Regions from separate parts of the Pan troglodytes genome. Here region 2 is linked to region 1. The links are chromatin contacts, called in public Hi-C maps. All regions are on one chromosome and are shown on one strand. The core of a region is the stretch at or near the end of the contact, and the rest is flanking DNA. Distances in the headings are between cores, read along the strand shown.

Region 1 (7,729 bases), core at 1,991-4,490:
TAACCAGAATATATAAGGAGTTCAAACAACTCTATAGCCAGCCATCCCATTACTGGGTATATACCCAAAGGACTATAAATCATGCTGCTATAAAGACACATGCACACGCATGTTTATTGCGGCACTATTCACAATAGCAAAGACTTGGAACCAACCCAAATATCCAACAATGATAGACTGGATTAAGAAAATGTGGCACATATACACCATGGAATACTATGCACCCATAAAAAAATGATGAGTTCATGTCCTTTGTAGGGACATGGATGAAATTGGAAATCATCATTCTCAGTAAACTATCGCAAGGACAAAAAACCAAACACCGCATGTTCTCACTCATAGATGGGAATTGAACAATGAGAACACATGGACACAGGAAGGGGAACATCACACTCTGGGGACCGTTGTGGGGTGGGGGGAGGGGAGAGGGATAGCATTAGGAGATATACCTAATGTTAATGACGAGTTAATGGGTGCAGCACACCAGCATGGCACATGTATACATATGTAACTAACCTGCACATTGTGCACATGTACCCTAAAACTTAAAAGTATAATAATAATAAAAATAAAATAAAATAAAATAAATAAAAAACAACTCTATAGGAAAAATACTAATAATTTGATCAAAAAATGAGCAAAAGATTTGAATAGGCATTTCTCAAAAGAAAACAAATAGCAAACAGACATATGAAAAGGTGCTTATCGTTATCATCAGAGAAATGCAAATCAAAACTGCAATGAGATATCATTTCACCCCAGTTAAAATGGCTTATATCCAAAGCCAGGTAATAACAAATACTGGCAAGGATGTGGAGAAAAGGGAACACTTGTACACTGTTGGTGGAATGTATATTAGTACAACCACTATGGAGAACAGTTTGGAGGTTCCTCAAAAAACTAAAAATTGAGCTACTACATCATCCAACAATCCCACTCCTAGGTATATACCCAAAAGAAAGGAAATCAGAATATAGAAAAGATATCCACACTCCTATGTTTGTTGCAGCACTGTTTACAATGGCTAAGATTTGGAAGCAACCTCAGTGCCCATCAACAAAGGAATGGATAAAGAAAATATGGTATATATACACAATGGAGTTCTATTCAGCCATGAAAAAGAATGAGATTCAGGCATTTGGAACAGCGTGGATGGAACTGGAGGTCATTATGCTAAATGAAATAAGCTAGGAAAAGAAAGACAAACGTCTCATGTTCTCACTTATTTGTGGCATCTAAAAATCAAAACTATTGAACTCCTGGTCATAGAGAGTAGAAGGATAGTTACCAGAGGCTGAGAAGGGTAGTGGGGAGTTGGAGGGGAGGTGGGGATGGTTAGTGGGTACAAAAAATATAGAAAGAATAAGACCTATTTTAATTGCGCAGTAGGGTGACTGTAGTCAATAACAATTGTATATTTTTAAATAACTTAAAGAATGTAATTGAATTGTTTGTAATTCAAAGGATAAATGCTTGAGTACTCCATTCTCCATGATGTGATTAATACACATTGCATGCCTATATCAAAACATCTCATGTATTCCATAACTATATACACCTACTATGTACCCACAAAAAATTTAAAAATAATTTAAAACAGTTTTTTAAAGAAAATACTGATGAAATGAATGGAATTAACTAATTAAAAGTTTTCTAGGATGTGGTAGCAACTCTCTGAAAATCGTCCCCCAGTGGCCACTGCTGCTGGTACTTTCAGGGAAGTGTGGTTCCTTCACTTTGAATCTGGACTGGCCCTGTGACCCATTTTGCACCAATAGAATGAAATGAAAGTGATGTCATGTGACTTTCAATGCTGTGCAGCTTTAGTCTGGTGTGAATGTTCACTCTAAGGCAAGCCAGCTGCTCTGTAAGAAGTCTAAATATAGGCCAGGCCCAGTGGCTCACGTCTGTAATCCCAGCACTTTGGGAGGCCGAGGTGGGCCGATCATGAGGTCAAGAGATCAAGATCATCCTGGCCAATGTGGTGAAACCCCATCTCTACTAAAAATACAAAAATTAGCTGGGCGTGGTGGTGCACGCCTGTAGTTCCAGCTACTCGGGAAGCTGAGGCAGGAGAATTGCTTGAACTCAGGAGGTGGAGGTTGGAGTAAGCTGAGATTGCGCCACTGTACTCCAGCCTGGAGAGAGAGAGAGACTCAAAAATAATAATAATAATAATAATAATAATAAGTCCAAATATGCTGAGATGCCATGCTGTGAGCAAGTGCAACCCAGCCAGGTACAAAAGTCATGGGGCAAGCCGGCGCAGTGTCTCACGCCTGTAATCCAACACTTTGGGAGGCTGAGGCAGGTGGATCACCTGAGGTCAGGAGTTTGAGACCAGCCTGGACAACATGGTGAAACTCCCGTCTCTACTAAAAAAATACAAAAAGTAGCCAGGTGTGGTGTCGTATGCTACTCTGGAGGCTGCTAATCTCCAGCTAATCTAGAGGCTGAGGCAGGAGGATAGCTTGAACCTGGGAGGCAGAGGTTGTAGTGAGTCAAGATCACGACACTGTGCTTCAGCCTGGGCAACAGAGTGAGACTTCATCTCAAAAAAAAAAAAAAAAAAAAAAAAAAGGTCACGGGGCAAAGGTGTGGAGAGAGATTCAGCCAGCCCCTGTTTCTTCCAGTTACTCCAGCTGAGGCATCAGATGTGTGGGTGAAGAAACCACCAGACGCGGTGGCTCACGCCTCTAATACCAGCACTTTGGGAGGCCGAGGCGGGCGGATCACGAGGTCAGGAGTTTGAGAGCAGCCTGGCCAACATGCTGAAACCCCGTCTCTACTAAAAGTACAAAAAAGAAAAAAAAAAAAAAATAGCCGGGCGTGGTGGCGCACGCCTGTAATCCTAGCTACTCAGGAGACTGAGGCAGGAGAACTGGTTGAACACGGGAGGCGGAGGTTGCAGTGAGTTAAGATCGCGCCACTGCGCTCCAGCCTGGGCGACAGAGGGAGAGTCAGTCTCAGAAAAACAACAACATAAAAACAGACTGATCATCTGTAGTTTTTGCACAACTGATCACGCCCTCCACTATCTTGTTCGGCGGTCTCGGCGGTCTGGAATCCTCCTAGGCCAGCGAAACTTACTGAACACTGGCGAGGACTCCGCCTCTAGGAATAGAATCGCGGGGTAGGTGGGGTCGTCTGGAGGTAGCTGGCTCCGCCCGGCCCGCGGGCGAGTCCGGAATACAGTTACCCACCTCAGTTGCCCACCGGAAAGCAAAGGGAGAGGAACCCGCCAGACCAGAAACGGAAGAGAGCGCGGGGGATGTGTTTGGCGTGGGGCGCACTGTTCAGTTGCTCTCCTGGATGGCTTTATGTCTCCGCGGTGTTTCCTAGAGTCTCGGCGTTTCTACCTCTTCGCACCCTTTCCTGCCACCCTTTGTCCCCTGGAAGCCCGGAGACATCAGCGGCTGCAATTTTGCTACTCGCTGCTCGGCGTGGAACTGTCAGGTACCGCAGTTCAGCACTTCTGGCTCCGCAGGTCCTCGGGCATCCCTGTGCCCCGTGCTGTACATTCAGTTATCCTCCAACTTCCTAGTGTCGATGTTATTACCTGCTGGGTTTTAGAAGCTATTGCTTTAAATCTGAGAAAAGAAAAATCCCAGAAAGATAAGATGACTTGCCCAAGGAAACATAGCGTGCGTGGAAAACAGTGCTCCAATTACAAGCCGGGTCGCTGTGCCTCATTCGTCTTGTCATCAACTCCTGTCAGTTTATCCAAGCTCCAAAAGCGAAGTTGTTTTATCTTTTGCTTCCCAAGATTTATGTGATAGTCTCATTTCTGTTTCCTTCATTTATTCTTTAGTTCATTATTGGAAAACTTTACAGCGTGCCAGTACTGGTCATAAACCCCAAGTAAGACAGTCTTGTCATCACGGAGCGTGTAGTTCCAGCAAGTAGACAATTTAAGTGCTGTGTAGTGAAGTAATTGCTGAGATAGTGTATGGAAGCACAGAGTACACCATTCATCCAACAAGTAATTGCTGGAGGAGCAAATAGGGACACCTAACCATTGCAGGGGCGACTCAGGATATCCTTTCTGGAAGAAAAGTCTGATGAAATCTGAAGGACCACTGGTTGAAGTTAGCCAGGAAAGAAAACGTGTTGCAGCATACTTGGTTTTGCTGTTTATCCTCCGAGTACTTTATTGTTATGAAAGCCTAATTCCACTGTGTAACTTCCATGCATAACACTCAGAAGCCAGTTAAGTACAGTGCTGAAGCAGGTTAGTAGCAGTGAAGGTGGGAAGGACCAGCTGAATGTAGGAGAAAAATTGCCCAGGTAGAATTAAGGGGATGTGACATCATGGGATAATGGTAGGGTGGTCAGAGATAGCAAAGATTTCAACTGGCTGCTTTGGAGGATTATGGTATCCTTAACGTTAGCAGAAGAATGCAGATCCGGGGTTGAGAAAGATTTTTACGTATGTTATAATTTTTGGAAAACAGAAAAAATCTGTTTATGTCAGGGGGCATTTTAATATAGAAGTGTGAAAAATGGAAAGTCAGTCTGAAAGGGGACGTCTTAAATGTCGTTTTGAAGGTGTTGCATTTGAAGTACTGATGAGATGCTGTCAGTGGAAACAAACTCAGGTGGGAGGTTAGGTTTAGAATTTTATGTTAGTGTTATGGAGTTACTTATACATAATTTTCCTGTAATGTAGATTGCTTTCTGTGGTATGAAAGCAGTCTTGAAAGAAAACATTGTAGTAAAGATTATATGTGAGATTCATTCCCCTGATTACCACCTTTCTGTTAAAATACCTTTAATATTAACTTTATTTTCTTTTTTTGAGACGGAGTTTTGCTCTTGTTGCTCAGGCTGGAGTGCAATGGCACGATCTCGGCTCACCACAATCTCCGCCTCCCGGGTTCAATCGATTCTCCTGCCTCAGCCTCCTGAGTAGCTGGGATTACAGGCATGCCCCAGCTAATTTTGTATTTTTAGTAGAGATGGGGTTTCTCCATGTTGGCCAGGCTCCAACTCCCGACCTCAGGTGATCGGCCCGCATTGGCCTCTCAAAGTGCTGGGATTACAGGCATGAGCCACCACGCCCGGCCAACTTTATTTATTGTTATTATTATTAATAATTATTTTTGAGATGGAGTCTCACTCTGTGGCCCAGGCTGGAGTACAGTGGCAGGATCTTGGCTCGCTGCAACCTCTGCCTCCCTGGTTCAAGCGATTCTTGTGCCTCAGCCTCCTGAATAGCTGGGACTACAAGTGTGCGTTACCACGCCTGGCTCATTTTTGTATTTTTAGTAGAAACGGGGTTTCACTGTGTTGGCCAGGCTGGTCTCGAACTCCACACCTCAGGTGATCCATCCGCCTCGGCCTCCCAAAATGCTGGGATTACAGGCGTGAGCCGCTGCACCTGACCAGTGTTAACTTTAAGTGTAGAATAATAGGCTGGGCGCGGTGGCTCACGCCTGTAATCCCAACACTTTGGGAGGCTGAGGCAGGCAGATCACGAGGTCAGGAGATCCAGACCATCCTGGCTAACATGGTGAAACCCCGTCTCTACTGAAAACACAAAAAATTAGCCGGGCGTGGTGGCGGGCACCTGTAGTCCCTGCTACTCGGGAGGGTGAGGCAGGAGAATGGCGTGAACCCGGGAGGCGGAGCTTGCAGTGAGCTGAAATCACGCCACTGCACTCTAGCCTGGCGACAGAGCGAGATTCCGTCTCAAAAAAAAAAAAAAAAAAAAGAATAATTATTTTCTTAGATTGTACCATATATTGAATATTATGAGAGTCTTGTGTACTTATTATGAGGATACTAGTTTGGCAATTGTTTTTTCATTCTAATTTTAAAGTGCCTGATTTGATAGCCTCTGACGTTTTCATAAGCAGATCAGATAGTTTCAGCATTTTTTGAAATTGCCGTTTTCTCTTTCATGCAAGTATCCTTAGCCTGTGGCTACTATTTTCTGGCTTTGAGAACTTGATATAGTATTTAACCTAAGGTCTGATACAGGCTCTTGAGCTCACCTGCATCAGAAGCACCTGGGTCTTATTTAACATGCTGATTCCTGAACCCCATTCCAAACTTACAAACTAAGAATCTTAGGAATCTGTGTTTTAAGTCAGCTGCCTATGTGATTTGTATAACCTCTAGAGATTCATAACCACTGACTTAACGTCTGTGGGCAGCAGTTTGTTCTGTAAAACGAGAATAATAAAACCTATCCTTTAAGATTGTAAGGATTAAGTAACATAGGTAACATAGCTACTGTAATGTGGTCCCCTGATCAGCAGAATTAGCAACACCTGGGAGCTTGTTAGAAATGCAAATTCTCAAGTGTCTCCTGGAAACAGCTACTGAATCAGAGTAGTTTGGTGGGACCAAAGAATCTGTATTTTAGCAAGGAGCATAGATACTTTCTATGGGCCAGGCACAGTGGCCCAGGCCTGTAATCCCAGCACTTAGGGAAGCCTAGGTGGGCGGTGGGAGTTCTAAGTGGGCAGATCCCAGGAGTTCCTGTGCAACATGGGAAACCCATTTCTACAAAAAATTAGTCCCAACTACTCAGGAGGCTGAGGTGGGAGGATCACCGGAGCCCGGGGAAGTCGAGGCTGCAGTGAGCCAAGATCACGCCACTGCACTCCAGCCTGTGTGACAGAGCGAGACCCTGTCTCAAAAAAAAAAAAAAAAATTTCTATGCATATTAAAGTTTGAGAAGCAGTGCTGGAGCACATCAGCTTCATATAAGTAGGGACTATGAAATTCTTATTTACTAACATATTGTCAGTACCTAGTATAGTGCCCAGCAGAGTAGATATTCACTATATTTAATGAATGATTTTTAAATATATTATACCCTCTTACTGAAACTAACACATTCAAAGAGTTTTTAAAGTTGTTTAGTAATCAAGTGCCAAAAGAGGTTTTTAACTCCACAGAATAAAACTGGATATTTGAGTTACTTAGAATTAGGACATCTTTTGCATGAGTCTAGTATAGATGTAATCATTTGTGGTGTTCTCTTTCATAAATGTATCTAATGAGGAAAGCAAAAATGACATTTATAGCCATCGATTATTCTCTTTTCTGTTCCATTTTAGCTTAGCTTACAAGTGGTTATGGGTTAAGTGGCACGTAGCTTGATGAGAATGTTGATCAGATTAAAACAAGACCCACTCAGTTTTTTTTAAAGTAATCTTTTTGATAGAAATTTATTTTTGTATTGTTTAATTATAACTTTTTAAAGAGGTGTTATGTTAAGATCAAGGACTTGCAGTCAGTCAGATCTGGGTTTGAGAATAATAAATTGTCATTTATTAACCATGTCAGAGTTTTTCTACCGAACTCTGGGGTAAATGGTGGGAAGGAACAGATTTGGGAGCACCAGCACCCCCAGGCCTCCCCTGGCCACCCCCAGGAGCAGGTGATCAATATCTCAGCATACCTCTACTTATTTGTGGCACCCCAGTGTGTCTTAGGCCTTAGTGAGCAGTGAGGTGCATGACCTTAGGTAAGTTACTTCTCTGATTTTCAGTTTCCTTATCTGCAAAATGGAGACCTTAGGGAGTTAATGTGGGTATGAGAAATGTGCATAAAACATATTGCACGAGGTTGAGGCATATAGTATGGGCTAATAAATGGTAAGTTGCTGCTGCTGTGGTTGTTAATAATTATAAAAAGCAAATGGAAAGGGCTTGAATTGAAAAAAAATTTAGATACACGGTTTTTTGCTTTATTAGCCTGCATTGTATTTTTCATT
Region 2 (7,729 bases), core at 3,490-5,989, 35 kb after region 1:
GCTGGGATTACAGGCGTGAGCCACCGCGCCCAGCCAGCTCTGGGATTTTTAAATGTACTTTATTTCAGAGATGGGGGTCTCTGTTGTCTAGGCTGGTCTCCAACTCCTTGCCTCTAAGCGATTCTCCTGCCTCAGCCCCAACAAGAACTGAGATTAGACATGAGCCACCATGCCTGACTAGGGATTTTGATTGGGATCATGTTGAGTCTATAGGTCAATCTTGGAAGAACTGAGATCTCAACAATATTGAGTCTTCTTGACTCATGAATTTGGAGTAGCTCTCCATTTGTTAGTTTTCTTTAACTTCTCTCGGCAATGTTGTTGGGTTTTTTTTTTTTTTTTTTTTTTTTTTTGAGACAGAGTCTTGCTCTATTACCCAGGCTGGAGTGCAATGGTGCAATCTCGGCTAACTGCAACCTCCGCCTCCCGGGTTCAAGCAATTCTCCTGCCTCAGCCTCCCAAGTAGCTGGGATTACAAGCACCCGCCACCATGTCCAGCTAATTTGTTTTGTGTTTTTAATAGAGATGGGGTTTCGCCATATTGGCCAGCCTGGTCTCAAACTCCTGACCTCAGGTGATCCACCCGCCTCGGCCTCCCAAAGTGCCAGGATTACAGACGTGAGCCACCACGGCTGGCTGCAATATTTTTTAGTTTTCGGTGCACATCTTGCATATCTTTTGTCAGATTTATTTTTCAGTATTTAATATTTTGATGTTACTATACATGTCATGACTCTTTGCATTTTAAATTTTGATTGTTACTGATTTTGTTTTAAATCTTTTTTCTGTTGAAGTATAAACTTGGTAAAGTGTACAAATCTTTTAAAAATTTTCTCTCTTTTTTTTAAACTTCTCTTTGGGAAAGCTTTATTGTGAAAAAGACACAAATAAGAGATTTTGTTAGATTCAGTTTGAAATTATCAAGTGTAATACACTTAAGGATGGCTTCAATGTTAGACTGGGATGGTTTTCTCTTTTAAATGAAAAGGATCCCTTTCCTAGGAAAATGTTAGGTAACACAGTATAAGTGACTATTTTCACTCTTCAGTTTGAAGATCAATTATCCTTCAATAAATGCCCACTTAATCCAGCATGGTTACTCCTCCCCTTCTTTAAATTACCAAAGCTAAGTACATTGGTATATTTAGTTGTGTCATTTGCACATGAAAACTTTTTTTTTTAACTTTTTTTTTTTTTTTGCGGTAAGTCTTGCTCTTGTCCTCCAGGCTTGAGTGCAATGGCTCGATCTCGGCTCACTGCAACCTCTGCTTCCCGGATTCAAACGATTCTCCTGCCTCTGCCTCCCAAGTAGCTGGGATTAAGGTGCCTGCCACCATGCCCGGCTAATTTTTGTATTTTTTAGTAGAGATGAGGTTTCACCAAGTTGGCCAGGCTGGTCTCGAACTCCTGACCTCAGGTGATCTGCCCGCCTCGGCCTCCCAAAGCGCTGGGATTACAGGCGTGAGCCACTGTGCCCGGCTGAAAACATTTATTAATAACTTCTTAAGCATTTGTCTGTCCTTCCTCCCAAGATTTCAATAAACCGATGCCAAGAATTTATGGAGAAAATTATAAAAACTTTACTAAAAGACATACGAATAACTGAATGAAACAAGCAATTATGTTCATGGACTGGAAGAGGCAATACAAGGGAAATATATCATTTCTCCTCAAACGAATCTGCAAAATCAAAGTGAACAATTTGTTGTTGTTGTTGAGACTCACACTGTTACGTAGGCTGGAGTGCAGTAACAGGATAAGAGTCTCAACCTCCTGGGCTCAAGCAATCCTCCTGCCTCAGCCTCCCAAGTAGCTGAGGCACGCGCCAGCATGCTTGGCTAATGTTTTTTATTTATTTATTTTTTGTAGAGACGAGGTCTCGCCATCTTGCCCAGGCTGGTCTTGAACTCCTGGGCTCAAGTGATTTTTCTGCCTTGGCTTCCCAAAGTGTTGGGATTACAGGCGTGAGCCACTGCACCCAGCCTGCACAAATCTTGTGCATAACTTGATAAAATTTTGTTTGAATACACTGCTGTGATTACCAGCCAGATCAAGATATGTAACATTTCCCGCATCCGAGATTTCTTCATGCTCCTGTTCCCCACCCTCCCTGACAACCAGGAGGTTCCCTTATGATACCTCTCATCTAAGTGGAATCAATCATGATGTACTCTGTCTGGCTTTTTTTTTTGTTTGTTTACCACAACTTATGTATATAAGCTTCATCCATATCGTTGTGTGTAGTAGTCGTTCATTCCTATTGCTATGTAATATTTTTTTCTCCTATTTAAGGACATTTAGATTATTTCCAGTTTTTGCTACCTTGGGTAATGCTGCAATGAATATTCTTCTACATGATCATAAATAATAAATACTCTTGGGTATATGCCCAGTGGTAGAATTATTGGGTTATGGTCTGTGTATAACTAGCTTTAGTAGATAGTGTCTGATATAGTTTGGATATGTGTCCCCACCCAAATCACATGTCAAATTGCAATCCCCAATGTCGGAGGTGGGGCCTGGTGGGAGGTAACTGGATCATAGGGGTGGGTTTCTCATGAATGGTTAAGTACCACCTCTCTTGGTACTGTCCTTGCAACAGTGAATTCTTGTGAGATCTGGTTGTTTAAAAATGTGTAGCACCTACCCCCACCCTACTTGCTCCTGCCATGTAAGATGGCTGCTCTACCTTTGCCTTGTGCGGTGATTGGAAGCTTCCTGAGGCCTCTGCAAAAGTAGAAACTGCTATGCTTCTTGTACAGTCTGCAAAACCATGAGTGAATTAAACATTTTTTCTTTATAAATTACCTAGTCTCAGTTATTTATAGCAATGCAAGAACAGACATATGGTACCACAGTTTTCCAAAATGATTAAACTCTCACCAACAATATATGAAAGATACAGTTGCTACATATCCTTGTCAATGCTTGGTATTGGAAGTCCTTTTAATTTAAGCCATTCTGGTGGTAGTTTTGGTATCTCATTGATTTCAATGTCCATAATATATAGAACTTCTTTTCATGTTGGGCCCATAGGTCGGTCTTGGAATTCACCCTTTCAGAGGCCATACATATATGTGTATTGGTGCATGGCAGAGGCTGGTGTACACACATTAGTGTATGGCTGAGCCATAACTGGAGCATACCTGAGACTAACCCTATGGTTTAAGAACTTACGTTTGGAGTCCTGGGCTAAGGAATCCAGGAGTAGCCAACCCAGAGATTCACTCCTTATCTATGAAGGACATCCACATCCCTGGCCCGTATCTTACGCTGTACAGATCAAGGCCCTTTGTTTGGGGTTAAATGGAGGTTGCTAGAAGGAGAGTGCTAAGTGAAAATGCTATATAGACTACGTGCTTTTTACAAATGGTAGCAGTTCTCCAGGTCAGCCCTCCACCACCGGACCACCCTTGTATGTAAATCCTGAATAAACCTTGTCTCCTTCACTGACTCTGCCTCTCTTCTTACAGTGCCATCCCAACTGGAGTCAGTGGGGTCCAGAAGGACAATTGGCCATTTAGATAACATTTGAAAATTAACCAAGGTAATTCACAGTAACATTAAAAAATACAAATGAACATTTCAATAAAGGCAGAAAAAGCAGTTGATATTCAATGCTTTCCTCCTGATGTTATGACCAAGACAAGGAAGTCCATTATCACTGTTTTTATTCAATAGTGGAAACACTAGCCAGCAACAAAAGGCAAAAATAAATAAAAATAAAAGGTATAAAGGTTACAGAGAAGTTAAACCATCTTTATTCGTGGATTGCAAGATTTTGATCACAGAAATTCCGAAAGAATCTACAGAGTATTACAAATAACAAGGGAACTTAGCAAGATGCTTGCATATAAGGTCAGTATGTTAAAATCAATATTGTTTATTCTTACGAGTAGAATATAAAAAAGTCAAAATGCCATTTAACATTGTATACAAAACACTACTCAAGAATAAATCTAATGAAAGATATATATGATCTCTATACTGCAATCTATCCAAGCACAGCTGCATTAAAATATAGATATATGTGCAATCTACAAAATATTGCCAGGAGAAATTAAAGACCACTTAAATAAATGGTGGGGGAAGAATGATATTCATGGATTGAAGGACTTGTTGTTAAGATACTAGTTTTCCCAAACAGATCTATAGATTCAATGCGAGCCCAATAAAAAATCCCCCCCCCCTTTTTAACAAGCTAATTCCAAAATTCACCTAGAAATACAAAGGCCGTAGAATAAGCCAAAACAATCTTGGGAGAATAAGTTACAGGACTTAAAGATTTATTATAAAACTACATTAAATTAACATAGTTTGGTACTGGTATAAAGTTAGACAAAGACTACTCCCTCCCGCTCCTCAATCTGCCCCCATCCCTAGAACGTGCTGGCAGCTTTCTCCATCCGATCTGCAAGGGTTAAAGGGCGCTGAGGAAGGGCTGACCGACTGGGGTGGGAAACAAAGCGGCACTGAGATAACTTCAGGCCACCTTCCTCCCCTCAGTACCTTCGGATGAAAGGTTTCCCTTCTTGGTCTGGGAAGCCCACTAAGAAGAAAGCCTGGGCTGTAGCGTTCTGGGGAAGTGAATAGTACGGCCGCCGGGCGCGTCGCCCCAGGAACCAGAAGGCTTTTTGCCGCTATTAGAGCAGAATGACTTCCGGCAAGTCCCAGCCGTTTAGAATTCCCAGCCCAAAGATCGCGGGGATCCACGCGTCATCCGGGCCTCTGCTCCCGGAAGAGACCACGCAGCCGCGGAAGACGTAATGGAGGCGAAAGGGCTTGGCTACCTGTGGCAGCCATGATAAAAACTAGGGAAAATGGGAGCTCGAAGTAGCTTGCGTTATTAACAGACATACAAACGCCCCTAACCGCCACACGTTCCTTAGGGATGACAGTACGTTACAAAACTGCTTCTAAACTACTACTGAAAGCTCCGTGGGAGGGCCCGCTGGCGTGGGCGCGGTGGAAGGGAGGGAGAACGTGTACGCCCCAGGCCTCCGTAACCATGGCTGCGAGGGGCGGGGACTGGGAGCGCGGGTCCTGGGCCGGGGTGGGGCTGGGAGGAATCGGTCCTCCACTGTCCCAGCCGGCCCCGCGCCGGCGTGTCGCCTCCCGTCCCCCTAGCAGCGCGCTGCGTGGCTGCTCGCTGGCTATTTAGGACGGAAGCTCGGTTGGTGTTTCTCCAGAAGTTTCCCCCTTGGGCGGCCGTGGAGGTGGTAACCGTAATAGTAGCAGCTCCGGCGGCAGCAACAGCGACTACGAGGGATGGCGGCGGCTGCAGCAGGAACTGCAACATCCCAGAGGTGCATGTTTTTCTTTCCCTTTGCTATTTATTTTATCCCCCTTTCCTTGGCTAGTGAGCCCTGCTGAAGTCGTTGTTTTCCTGACAGGTTTTTCCAGAGCTTCTCGGATGCCCTAATCGACGAGGACCCCCAGGCGGCGTTAGAGGTGAGAGAGCCCATTTCTGCTTCCTCCACTCTTCTTAGGGGAGCTGGGCCACTTCGGGTCCCCGCTGACCCGCCTTCTCCCCGCACCGCCGGACAGGGACCCAGGCTCCTGTTGATGCTGCGTCTCAGCTCCGGTATTGAGATTCTCGGTCTCTTTTCTCTGTTACACGGTAGCCGCGTTACCCCAGACTCCTGTCTTGCCCTTTCCACTCCCTACAGCTCCTGAGAAAAACCTCCTCTATTTCTTGGGAGCATGGTTGGCATTTGTAGTTTGGCTGAAAGGATTTTTTTAAAAATGACATTTATGATTAGAGAAGTGGACTCTGGGCTCGATGAAGTTAATTTTTTCGTTTGACAATAATTCTTGCCATTCTTATGTAAAAGTGTCGGTAGGAAGTTAGTCTACTGGAGCAAAACCCTTTTCCCTCACGTCCCTGAAACTTTCCAGATGTCTTATCACAATTCATTATTCACTCATTTGTATATTCATCAAAATTTTTTTTGGAGTGGCTGTGTGCAAAGGCGCTGATTGCTGTGGGTTAAAGTCTTGGTTATATACTCAGCTAACCTAGAACTCACTTTTTGGAGGTGTGCAATGAAGACAAACCGTAAAGCTGTAAAGGAATGTAAAAGATCAAGAGTTAAGTAATAAGAATTAAAGGAGAACCTAAAGATAAATGATGCTGCGGGTCACAGAATTTAGCCAGGAGTTTTTGTTTGTTTTTGCGTTAAATCACAGAAAAGAGGAAACCTGTTTTGCTGTTACGTTTAACAATTTGAGGCAAGACAGCGTCTTTTCTAGCTATGAGTTTTATAAGAAATGTGCCACATGGTACTAGAGCCTCCGTTGAGGAGATCTTTGAGTGGAGATTTGAAGGAACAAGGGAATTAACTTGGAAGCTCTGGGGAAAGAATATTCCAGGCAGGACCAAGAGCCAGTGCAGATCCTGAGGTAGGAATGAAGTTGGCCTGTATGTGAAGCAACAAAAAGGCCCTTTTTATTAGAGGGCCCATTTGATTAAGAGAGGTTGGACAGGAAACTAGGAGCCAGGTCCTATAAGGCCTTTTAGGGTCCAGGTATGTTTTTTACACCTAAATATACAGACCTTTAGATACTGGGAGTAAGGCTTCTGGGATGAGTTTGGGTATAATGTTACAGGAAGCACTGAGAATTTTTCTCCATAATTTCTTGTATTAGCTAGACAGCTATTACTTTTAATTGACATTTGTTATTGTCGTGTTAGACCTAGTGCTTCCTTTGGGAATCCAGTTTATATAAAAGTTGCTTTTAAACAGTATTAACATAATGAATTTTACTGTCACTTTCCATCTTCTTTTACTTTAAAAATTTTTATGGAGGCATATATGATTTATGTAAATAACACAGATTTTAAGTCTATAGTTTGATGAGTTTTCACATGTTTACACCACCAGATTAAGATACAGAGTATCTCCATTCATAATGCTTCTTCTCAGCCAGTAATTCTTCTTACTGTCCTGCTGACTCCTGTTTTGACCTCCATCACCATCAGTTAGTTTTGTTTGTTCTTGACTCATAAACAGAATCATACAGTAGGTGCTTTATTGAATGTAGACACTCTGTTTTTGCTTTAATGATTACATAAGTATACATTCATATTGTGTGAAGTAGTAGTTCTTTCGCATTGCTGTGTAATATTCCATTGTATAAATATATGTTGTATAGCCGTAAGTACGGCGCAATTTATTCTAACAGTGGACATCTGGGTTATTTCCAGTTATTAGCTAACATAAAGCTTCTGTGAATACTCTTGTACATGTATTTTGGTGAACACATGCATTTCTTTTGGTTGTATGTACCTAGGAGAAGAATTGCCTAGGATAGTCATGTGGCTAGTATTAGTACCTTGGTTTTTAATGTATGGCTCTTGGACCAGCATTATCAGCATCACCTGGCAATTCATTAGAAGTGCAGCCGGGCGCGGTGGCTCACGCCTATAGTCCCATCACTCTGGGAGGCCGAGGCGGGCGGATCACGAGGTCAGGAATTCGAGACCAGCCTGGCCAACATGGTGAAACCCCGTCTCTATTAAAAATACAAAAAATTAGCCGGGCATGGTGGTGGGCAGCCGTAATCAGCTACCTGCGAGGCTGAGGCAGGAGAATCACTTGAACCCTGGAGGTGGAGGTTACAGTGAGCTGAGATCGCGCCATTGCACTCCAGCCCAGGCGACAGTGAGGCCGGGCCATCAAAGGCATTAAATCCCAGCACAGGGTTTTCAGTTTTATCATATGATTAT

Evidence for each region. Hi-C and Micro-C count contacts between places; a contact is called where the count stands out from the background.
Region 2: a Hi-C map of stem cell-derived neural progenitor cells shows a contact between it and region 1, with 2.2 times the contacts expected there. The contact joins the promoter of SUGT1 here to the promoter of HNRNPA1L2 in region 1. A contact is called at or near these places in 1 of 7 Hi-C or Micro-C datasets (stem cell-derived neural progenitor cells) and 1 of 1 datasets of contacts at active chromatin or transcription factors (stem cell-derived excitatory neurons).

What each region holds. Positions count from the first base shown.
Region 1 is chr14:58,107,131-58,114,859 of NHGRI_mPanTro3-v2.0_pri, forward strand. It overlaps HNRNPA1L2 (heterogeneous nuclear ribonucleoprotein A1 like 2), which reads left to right and starts at 3,241. Exons shown (of 9, transcript XM_063792165.1): 1 at 3,241-3,456.
Region 2 is chr14:58,140,497-58,148,225 of NHGRI_mPanTro3-v2.0_pri, forward strand. It overlaps SUGT1 (SGT1 homolog, MIS12 kinetochore complex assembly cochaperone), which reads left to right and starts at 4,740. Exons shown (of 14, transcript XM_063792162.1): 1 at 4,740-4,897; 2 at 5,190-5,306; 3 at 5,394-5,451. The coding sequence starts at 5,269.